Regions from separate parts of the Ovis aries genome. Here region 2 is linked to region 1. A link is a contact called in public Hi-C data. All regions are on one chromosome and are shown on one strand. The core of a region is the stretch at or near the end of the contact, and the rest is flanking DNA. Distances in the headings are between cores, read along the strand shown. Region 1 holds the start of USP14 (ubiquitin specific peptidase 14). Region 2 overlaps THOC1 (THO complex subunit 1).

Region 1 (4,724 bases), core at 741-3,240:
CAAAGACGCTTACTCCTTGGAAGGACAGTTATGACCAACCTAGATAGTATATTCAAAAGGCTATATTTTTAATATAGTCAAGGCTATATTTTTCCAGTGGTCATGTATGGATGTGAGAGTTGGGCTGTGAAGAAGGCTGAGCGCCGAAGAATTGATGCTTTTGAACTGTGGTGTTGAGAAGACTCTTGAGAGTCCCTTGGACTGCAAGGAGATCCAACCAGTCCATTCTAAAGATCAGTCCTGGGTGTTCATTGGAAAGACTGATGCTGAAGCTGAAACTCCAATACTTTGGCCACCTCATGCAGAGTTGATTCATTGGAAAAGACCCTGATGCTGGGAGGGATTGGGAGCAGGAGGAGAAGGGGACGACAGAGAATGAGATGGCTGGATGGCATCACCAACTCGATGGACATGAGTTTGGGTAAACTCCAGGAGTTGGTGATGGACAGGGAGGCCTAGTGTGCTGGGATTCATGGGGTCACAAAGAGTCGGACACGACTGAGCGACTGAACTGACTATATATAAAATAGATAAACAAGGACCAACTGTATAGAATAGGAAAGTATATTAAGAATATTGTAATAACCTATACCGAAAAAGACCGATTCTGGGAAAGATTGAGCGCAGGAAGAGAAGGGGACGACAGAGGATGAGATGGTTGGATGGCATCACCGACTCGATGGACATGGGTTTGGGTGGACTCCGGGAGCTGGTGATGGACAGGGAGGCCTGGCGTGCTGCGGGTTCATGGGGTCGTAGAGTGGGACACGACTGAGTGACTGAACTGAACTGATTCTGAAAAAGAATCTATATATACTACATAGAATTTTTTGTATATATATATATATGTTTGTTGTACATCTGAAAGGAATGCAACATTGTAACTCAACTATACTCCAATTAAAAAAAAATCTGAACCTATGATGACTTAATATTACACGTTACTTTAAATAATGTTCTACAGCATCTTCGTGTCCTTTTGGTCACATTTTGGGTCTTAAATAGTGAAATAGTGAAGGGTGAATAAGACTCCTGATGTAGACTGATGAAATCACTCTCCAACTGGGTTGAAATATGGCCCATTTTAGTTTTGAGACTGCCACAATCCCAGCTCCTCTTTTGCAGTATAAAGGATCATTATAAAACCTCTACAGGAAACACATTTAATTTGGACCTCTTCGAAATTCCTTCGTTCATTTATAGGTTCTATTTCCTCTATAGCTCATCTAGAATGAAACTGATTTCAGCCATGACAACTTGAGTTTGAAGAGGCCTCAGAAACCGTCCTGGAGAAGGAAACAGCAACCCATTCCAGTATCCTTGCGTGGGATTTCACGGACAAAGGAATCTGGCGGGCTACATTCTAGGTGGGGTCGCAAAAGGGTCAGAGGGGACTGAGCAACCAAATAACAACAGGAACCTTCCAGTCTCATTTCCTCCTTTTCCAGGCTGGGGAAAGAGGTTGAGGACAATTAAGTGGAGGCTGCGAGTAAGTCTTCTGCGGGGCAGTCAGGGGCGCTGTGTCTGTTCCTTTACTAGATCCAACCTAGAGTCCCAACAGGTGTTAGAAACAACAGTAACACGTTAACACCAAGACAAGCCTATATGAAATACCCTCCAAGTACCTTGATGTTAATTTTTGTGCAAAATCCTGAAAGGGAGGGCTAGACATTTTCACTAATAAGGAGACCAAGTTGAGGAGCTGGGCAAGGGTTTTCACCCAGCTCCTTTAGTAGAAAGAATAAAGCCGCAGCTTGGATCGCCCCGCCATTTGGAAACAGGGGTGGAAGACTCTTTAGAGAGGCTGCCGCAGGGACACCAAGTCCCCCCCGGCTCCCTCTGCGGCCCGGCGGGGCGGGGCGGAGCCCGAGCCGGTGGGCGCAGGCGGGGCGCAGTGCGCAGGCGCGCACCTGTGCGGCGCAGCAGCCGCGCGCGCCCCCTCTCCCGCCGCCCTGGCCGCTCTGATCTCTCCACCCGCAGGCCCCGCCTCGCTTCCTCCCCGCAATCGCCCGGTGGCTCGGCAGGAGGGCGGCGTGCTGCTGCGTCATCGCCAGGGGCCGGTTTGAATGAGTTTCTTGTCGCACCGTGTCTGCCGCAACCACCGCCACCGCCGCGCCTCCGCCTCGGCCGCCACCGCACCTCCTTCGCGCCCCCTTCCCTTTGCCGTCCTCGCTAGGCCCGGCCTTCCCGCGCCCCGCCATGCCGCTCTACTCCGGTGAGCCCCTCCTCGCCGCGCGCCCGCAGTCCCGCCCGGAGCTAGGCCGCTGGGTAGGCCCGGCCTGCGGGGCGGACTCCCGGCCGAGCACTGGGTGGGACGACCGCGGCGCCGAGGGACCCCGTGCCCTTTCCTCTCGCCTCGCGAGTTCCGGGCCTTGCGGCGCGAGGCGAGCCCGGGGCCCCCGGCGCCGCCGGGTGGGTGGGGTGGGCGCGGGGGGCGAGGTGGGGAAGCAGCTCGCGTCGGCCCCCTCCGAGTGGTGACTCTGCAGAATAGTTTGTGTCGCTGTCCTCGCGTGCGGGGTGGAGTGAGGGTGGACCAGGCTGGAGGTGCGGTGGCATTTTCCAGGCTTCTCGAGTGGTAGCCGCGGGAGGGAGGCGGCCAGGAAGGGAAACCTGGGCCAGGGAGTGATGGAGGGGCCGGGGATGGGAGGTTAGCTTCCGACGTTCTTGCGATTTCCCTCGGCTTACTTTTTGCGGCCACCGCCCCTTTTGCATCGATTTCAGTTTTATCCCGAGGCAAATGGCGAACTTACCTTTTTGCTTCGTTTTTGTTTCATGAAACATTGTTTTGGGCTTCCACGGCCGAAGCACAGTGTTAGCTTTTGAGAGGTGAAGGAATACAAATATCCGCGGGCAGGGCATCATTTCATTTTGATTGGCGTTTGACAGTTTTTTGCCCCCCCTTTGGCGTGATGGTAGTCCAGTGTGTGAGGCAGGATCACGTTTTTACTGAAGTTTATAGACCTTGCTGTCTCCCAGTCTTGATTCAAAATGGCACCTAAAACCTGTGGTGGTTCCAGTTGGCTATGGGTGTGTGATTCATTGGTCATGATTGACACTCTTATCTTAATTCCTTTCGTGAACATTTAGCATTTTGACATCAAACAAAGGAATAATATTTAAAACTCGAGGTGGATTCTTGATATTCCAGGCTTTTGAATTAAATACTTTAATAATGATTTTTTGTTTTGGGGGGAGAAGTATGAAGTAGGAAAGCATAGCTTTATTGCTTTACCAGGCAAAAGGGGAACCACAGCGGAGTAATGTCCTCAAAACTCTTGTGTGCCTGAATGCTTTATTAATGATTGTTCAACCTCTTTCTGAAAGCCTTAACAATTAACAGTAGAACTGTACTTGAAATATTCTATTTATGCAATAAAAAATTTGATGGGCATTAAGTAATGGTGGGTAAATATCAGTGTATGCTGATACTTAAACACACAGGTAGGTTCACAATTAAACCAATCCCTGTCTTTGTTCCCCTCGAAAAATGCCTGTACTCACCAAACTTCCTAGCTTAAAAATTGAGTTACATCTTGAAATATTTAATCAGATCTTTTTCTTATTTCCAAAATGAGGGAACTGAAGTAGATTTCTAAGGTTTCTTCCTTTGACATCTCCATATTGAGAATCTGTTTATTTCCAGTTTCTGTGAAAAGCCCTATATTTAAAAAAAGATCATTGTAAGTACTGATTCATAAGATTTAGTAAAAAAAAAAAAAATCCTGTCTCATATATGGTGAAGGGTAAGTGCCGTAAATACGTTTGTGCAAAGCTCAGGTTTTTATACATATTGCTTTAATCTTCAATATAATCATTTGGTACTGGTATAATTGTCCTTTATGGGTAAGCGAAAAGTTTAACTTGTCCACAATGACATAGTTAAATAAATTTCAGATGTATTCATCTTCATTATTGCTCATACTATTCTGATCTTGTCCTCTCTCATCTTTTGTATGTGCTATTGTTTTGTTTCTGGCTTATCTCAGTGATTGTAGTTGTTTCCTCTTCAAACCTATATTTTCTCTGCCACTGCTGGAGTGATCTAACGTTCAAACCAAAGTGGCTTTTATAAACCTTTCAGGGGCTGCGTGTTTTGTACAACATAAAGCCTGTACATTTTAACATGACTTACGTTGTCGTCCCTGACTTGATCCTTGGTCCGTTTCTCCTCTTTCAGCTGCTTCCCCTTCACTCTGGGAATTATTTGTCTCTCAGGATACCAATGCTGCCTTATGCTTTTGAGTGTCTTTTCCAGAAATGCTTTTATTCTTATTCTCAGGCTAACACCTAATTTCTTCTTTGAGACTCAGAGTCAATAGTGGTAACTCGTAGTATCACTTTCTCCAGGGTGTTCTTCCTTACTCATGAAGCATTCCCTTGTGTTCCTCTGGCATTTGTAATATTCATATTATATTGTTGGTTATTTTAACCTTTTTCTGTCTTTCCTTTAATTAAATTGTAAGTCCATAGAATCTCCCTAATGCATTCTCCTGGGTTTATCACTGAATGAATGCTAACATTGATTGAACTGGGATTTGGAGTCAGGGTCACACTTTTTTTTTTTTTTTTAATGGTGCTGCATGGCATGAGAGGTCTTAGTTCTCTGATCAGGGATTGAACCCAAGCCCCTTGTAGTGGAAGCATGGAGCCTTAATCTCTGGATTGCCCGGGATGTTCCAGGGTCACTTTTTTACATTCTGATTTTAGTAATCAGAAAAATCAGA
Region 2 (4,724 bases), core at 864-3,363, 39 kb after region 1:
CCATTTCCCCAACTTCTCCCCCTAAACCCTGAGGTCAGTCATCAAGAGCCAACAAACATTCTGTTGTTCGTGGAGCACCAGCCAACTGTACAACTGTTATAAAAATGTTTATTGTTTACCAAAACCAGTGGACCTCTTATCAAATGCTGCTTGGTAACAAAACCTTATCACAGTTTTAATAATAATAATAAAAGGACGAAGCTAACTGTTTGTCTCATTGTCATTAGTTAGACTTTCTGCAAGGTCACTTAGCCCAGACTTGTTGAGCGCGTTGATCAGGTTCTCGGGCGTTGCGTGCACTCCCTCTTGGTCCTGCCAGGCCACGAGCAGCTGTTTGGCTCTCATCTTCATGTCTTCGCTGTCGCACTCGATCTGTCTAATTTCTGAGTCTTTCATTTCCAAGTAAGGAGCCAGGACCTTCCACTGTTCACCCAGTTTGTTGGCAAATACCTCTATTTGGTCCCCTGTTACAGGTTTGTCTCGACGAACATCAGGACCTAGAAAACACAGGGGAAGTAATTACGAACAAAATGCGAGGATGTGTATGAGTCAAAGCCCATAATGGGACACGGGGCCACTCAGACTTCAGTAAGCTTGATTTTAAAAGTAGAACAGTTCCTTTTTATATTTCCCCTGGTTGAATTCTTATGATCATTAGGGATGTAAAACTAAAGCTGTTGCCTGTGTTATAATCATGAAGGTGCCTGTGTTATAATCATGAAGGTTTCCCCTGAAACCAGCAGCCCCCAATCTGAACCCCGAGAATTAAGAAGTATGAGGTGCATTCAAATGTAAGTGCTCTCCTTCCCAACACTTAATATTATTGTATAAAATGCACTATTGGAAAAGTTGTTATCAAGCAATGCTTTAGATTCCTCACTATAAGAAACAGAGCTGAGATAAACAGAAGTTGAGAAGTAGATCAAATAACGTACCTCTCAACAAAGAACCCCAATCTTTTCCAATTTTGTAAAATAGCCAAGAAAATTCAATTCTTACTTTCATTTTCCTTCAGTAAAGCATCATTATCTTCCTCATCTTCATCCTCACCTGTTTTTATTTCTTCAGAAGGAGGCTACAATGAGTAAAAGGAATGTCTTAGAGTACCAACTTCTAAAATCAGAGAAGTGCGGGTAGTTTGATCTTAGATAAGAGATTGCAGTTAAATGTTAAACATGAACATCAGGTAAGGATCACAGTGGGACAGTGTTAACCTGGAGAAGGAAGGACGGGGACAACCAGAGGTTGGAAGGACCCCCTTCACCCCAGCCTGGGAAGAAGGGAGCCAGTAGGAAGCCTGGTGCGATGACTTGCACGTGCCCAGCACATACGTGGTAACAACAATCTAGGGCAGACCGGGGACCAACCATGTGCTTGACAACATGCTCTGAGTAACTGTTGGTTGCTTGCATACAGTATAGTTATTGCCATATTGTATTAGAAAAGAGAACAGAGTAGGAAGATAGACCAAGTTGCCTACCCCCACCCCATGGGCCCTGCCTGTGATAAAGTAGGATGCATTGACCAACAGGAAGAGTAACCAAAGTATAACAACTTAATACAGCACGTGAAGTTACTTCACCAGTTTATGTATTGATACTTCCTATAAATGAATACTCAAAGGCATTTCCTCATTCTGAAACAACGGGGTTTGTGGATCATATTTTTTCCACATGATCAAAGTGAAATTCAGCTCTTAGCTCAAACAGCAACAGTAGTTTTACAAAAGAAGAGAACACCAACTGAAGGATAAAACACTCATCACTCCTACTTACTGGTAATTCCTTGGCTAGCTTTATTACCATGTTTTCGAGATATTCTGGCAAACTTTTAAACTGCTGGTTGGTTGGCTGGAAGAAGTGAGGGCTTCTCCGTGCTAACAGTCTTAGGGCTCTCCAACCATAATTTGAGTTGTTCACAGCCCTGTAAAAAGAGACATCAATCTTGTGATTTATATAGTTATTTATAATTTTTATATTCTCTTCTAGTTAATGTACTTAGTTCACCAGAAGAAACTCTACACTCAGATCAGTAGCTGAAGGCACCATTCTTCTCACACTGACCGTAGCCCTAAAGAACCTTTCAGCATGCAGTTCACTTACAAATAGAAACCAGCAGAGTCCAAAGGGGCAGGTTCATAGGCAGCAAATGCATTTTAAAAGTTTACAGACATTTAAAGGTCAATTAGTAGGCGTCCAGGACTGGCCAGATGCTGTGTGTGCAGGACAGATGCCATCTGCCTCACCACTTACAAAGACAGTCAGAGGCTCACTGAGTTTCTATCCTCACTGGCAGTGCTGCCTGCAGCTGTGAGCTTCAGAATGTTTTATAAACCCAACAGATTTCACCCTGTAATGTACTATCTGCTTTTTAAAGAAATTTATATAACGTTCAAACTTTCATTTGCTCAGTATCAACCTTGGTGGATAGGACACAGCCAGTAGTCTAGACCGTAAACACCGACACCAAGAACAGAATCTGCCAGATGCTCCACTGTGGCAGTAACAGGTGGTACACAGTATGGCAAGAAAGACTAGAGATCCTGTTCCAGAAATCGGTGAGCCACAGAGAATCCAGAGCACAGATCTGTTCCATTTAAAAGTTTCTGCAAGTGATCTGGATGCCCCCACGAGGTCAGTGGCTGTTGGACATACCGTGAACTGAAGGGGAACAGGGAAAGGAGGTGACAGACAGGTTCTAAGGGGATCTTTCCACTTCTGACAGAAAGCATTCTAAGTTGCTTGTTTGTCAAAATGGGAATGGTCGTTGAAATCAGGACATGGAGTAACGTGAAGCTGGAAGATAACCTCATCTAAGCGAAAAGTACTACTTGTATCAGTGGTCTTCCTTAGTGTTCTGGTATATATGCGGTGCTTAAGATAGAGGAAATCAGCTCATGAGAAACATTACTTACTTGTATTCACTTTCGACCATGTTTTCAGGGTCTGCCTGTTCAATGGCTTCTTCGAAGAATTCCTCCAAAGTTGGCATGTATTCCCTGGGTGTTAAAATAACCAGTGAAGATCATGTATGTGCTTAATACTCATAAAATGGAGGCAATAAAGATTCTAGTATTAACCACACTGATTTACAACTGGATTACTTAGGAACTCAGATTTTTAAGGAGGTGATGCAAAACTGAACTTCTCAAGGGGACAGTGGAGGGCAGTGTAGTGCCCCTGGCCCCGGTTATATACAGTCTAGCCTGGAGGGGAACACACAGCGCTGTGTGCTGCCATGTACAGCAGCGCTGCCGCAGAGGGCGGCCCGGGGCTTGAGAGCAGTTAAATTTGACCAGCAAGCAGGAGGTTTTCACATCCATGGGTAATTTTTTTAAAAACCAGAACCAAACTGAAATGAGACCCAGACAATATGGTTTCACACTGAGTTTAGTTTAGATTGTTACCGTGGTGGCATGATTGATTTTTAACTGCATCTTTCTTCAATTTGTCTTTAGAAGTAAAATTTGATACACGCAAGCAGGCTAAAAGGTCTCTCCAAAGAGACTTAAATTTTGTCATACTGAAATGACAACTGGCTGTGTTTTCTTTTTTAAAAAAGACATCAAATCTTTATCCAATTTTTAAAGGTTATTTTCCATCTACAGTTATTACAAAACATTAGCTATATTCTCTGTGTTGTACAAAATGGCTATAATTTCTTGTTGCTAGAAGAGTTACTTGTTTTTTTCAAATTGCCTGGTCCTTTTTGAGACTGTCATGTTCCTTTTAGTTGCTTATTCTACCTGTTGATTCTTAGTCATGGTTTTAGGTTTGGATGGTGCGCTTATCTTTAGACTTATCTGTAGAATCCCTGAGTGAATTAGGTAGAAGATGTGATCTCCCCCTCTCGCTAGAAAAAGCTTTCTGCCAGCCGCCTGGGAGTTTTTAGTTCACCCTCTTAGCTTAGGTTGTTCTTTCACACTGCTGCGGGCAGTATAAGTTTAAACTCTTAGAGGCCACATAACAGCAGATATGGTTATAATTCCTCAGGGAATACCTTTTTCTTTTTGCCCACATCTCAGGTGGGAGTGGATAAGCTCCTTGCTTCCTGTGCCAGTGAGCAAGTCCCTCTTCCTTCCGCATGGCCCTTTTTTTAACAGAGTGTGTTGAGGGCCTCAGCTTTACCCAGGGGCACTCAGTGACCAGTCTACAGGCTTGAAGCCATACTTTCTGTGCTCTGTTGCTATAAAACCCACGTTCTTTGGTTCCCAAAGTGGGACTCAACCTGCACTGCTCCCCAGCTACAAGTAACCAACCTGTAGTTCTTACTCCGATTTTTCATTCTCCCTTTTGTGAATTCTTCTTTCTTGTGATTTCTACAATTATTTTATCAGCACCTCTAGGTGTTCTACGGAAAGCTATATTATGCTGAGCAGAAGTCAACCACAATAAATTTTAAAATTTCTTTTGAGCTCTGCTTATAGCTGACAAAAAGTTCTATGCTAGTTAACATTTGAGAAAAGCAACACTTCATATGAAACATTTTAAACTTGCCTTGTCTCTGATTTACAGGCTTCCATGTTGTCAGGACAGAGATTCCAAAGCCTTGTTAACTCATCACTACAAAACACACACAAAAAAATATGTTGTTTATGGACACCATTCTCTTATATGTTAAAGCTATAAAAATAGTTGGAGTAAATAGTGAGTTTTGGGGCGGCGATGAGTTTTGATCATTACATTTTGGTATTTAGCAAATTTTCTATATGAGCATATATTTTA

Evidence for each region. A called contact is a pair of places that touch in the nucleus more often than the background predicts.
Region 2: a Hi-C map of liver shows a contact between it and region 1, with 2.6 times the contacts expected there. The contact joins the enhancer-like site here to the promoter of USP14 in region 1. A contact is called at or near these places in 3 of 16 Hi-C or Micro-C datasets (hypothalamus, liver and skin fibroblasts).

Annotation. Positions count from the first base shown.
Region 1 is chr23:35,588,923-35,593,646 of ARS-UI_Ramb_v3.0, forward strand. It overlaps USP14 (ubiquitin specific peptidase 14), which reads left to right and starts at 1,991. Exons shown (of 16, transcript XM_027961079.3): 1 at 1,991-2,215. The coding sequence starts at 2,200. LOC132658500 (a long non-coding RNA gene) reads right to left here and starts at 2,993. Exons shown (of 2, transcript XR_009598215.1): 1 at 2,751-2,993.
Region 2 is chr23:35,627,883-35,632,606 of ARS-UI_Ramb_v3.0, forward strand. THOC1 (THO complex subunit 1) reads right to left here. Exons shown (of 21, transcript XM_027961077.3): 17 at 4,497-4,562; 18 at 2,915-2,998; 19 at 1,776-1,923; 20 at 1,000-1,075; 21 at 91-497. The coding sequence ends at 202. It overlaps USP14 (ubiquitin specific peptidase 14), which reads left to right. Exons shown (of 16, transcript XM_027961079.3): 16 at 1-205. Among named protein-coding and RNA genes, the nearest start is that of THOC1, 34 kb to the right of the region's middle. Within about 2 kb of position 2,114, at least 1 of the 54 cell types and tissues checked has an H3K27ac peak or open chromatin away from gene starts, as enhancers often do. A contact at or near this core is called in liver, where this site is marked.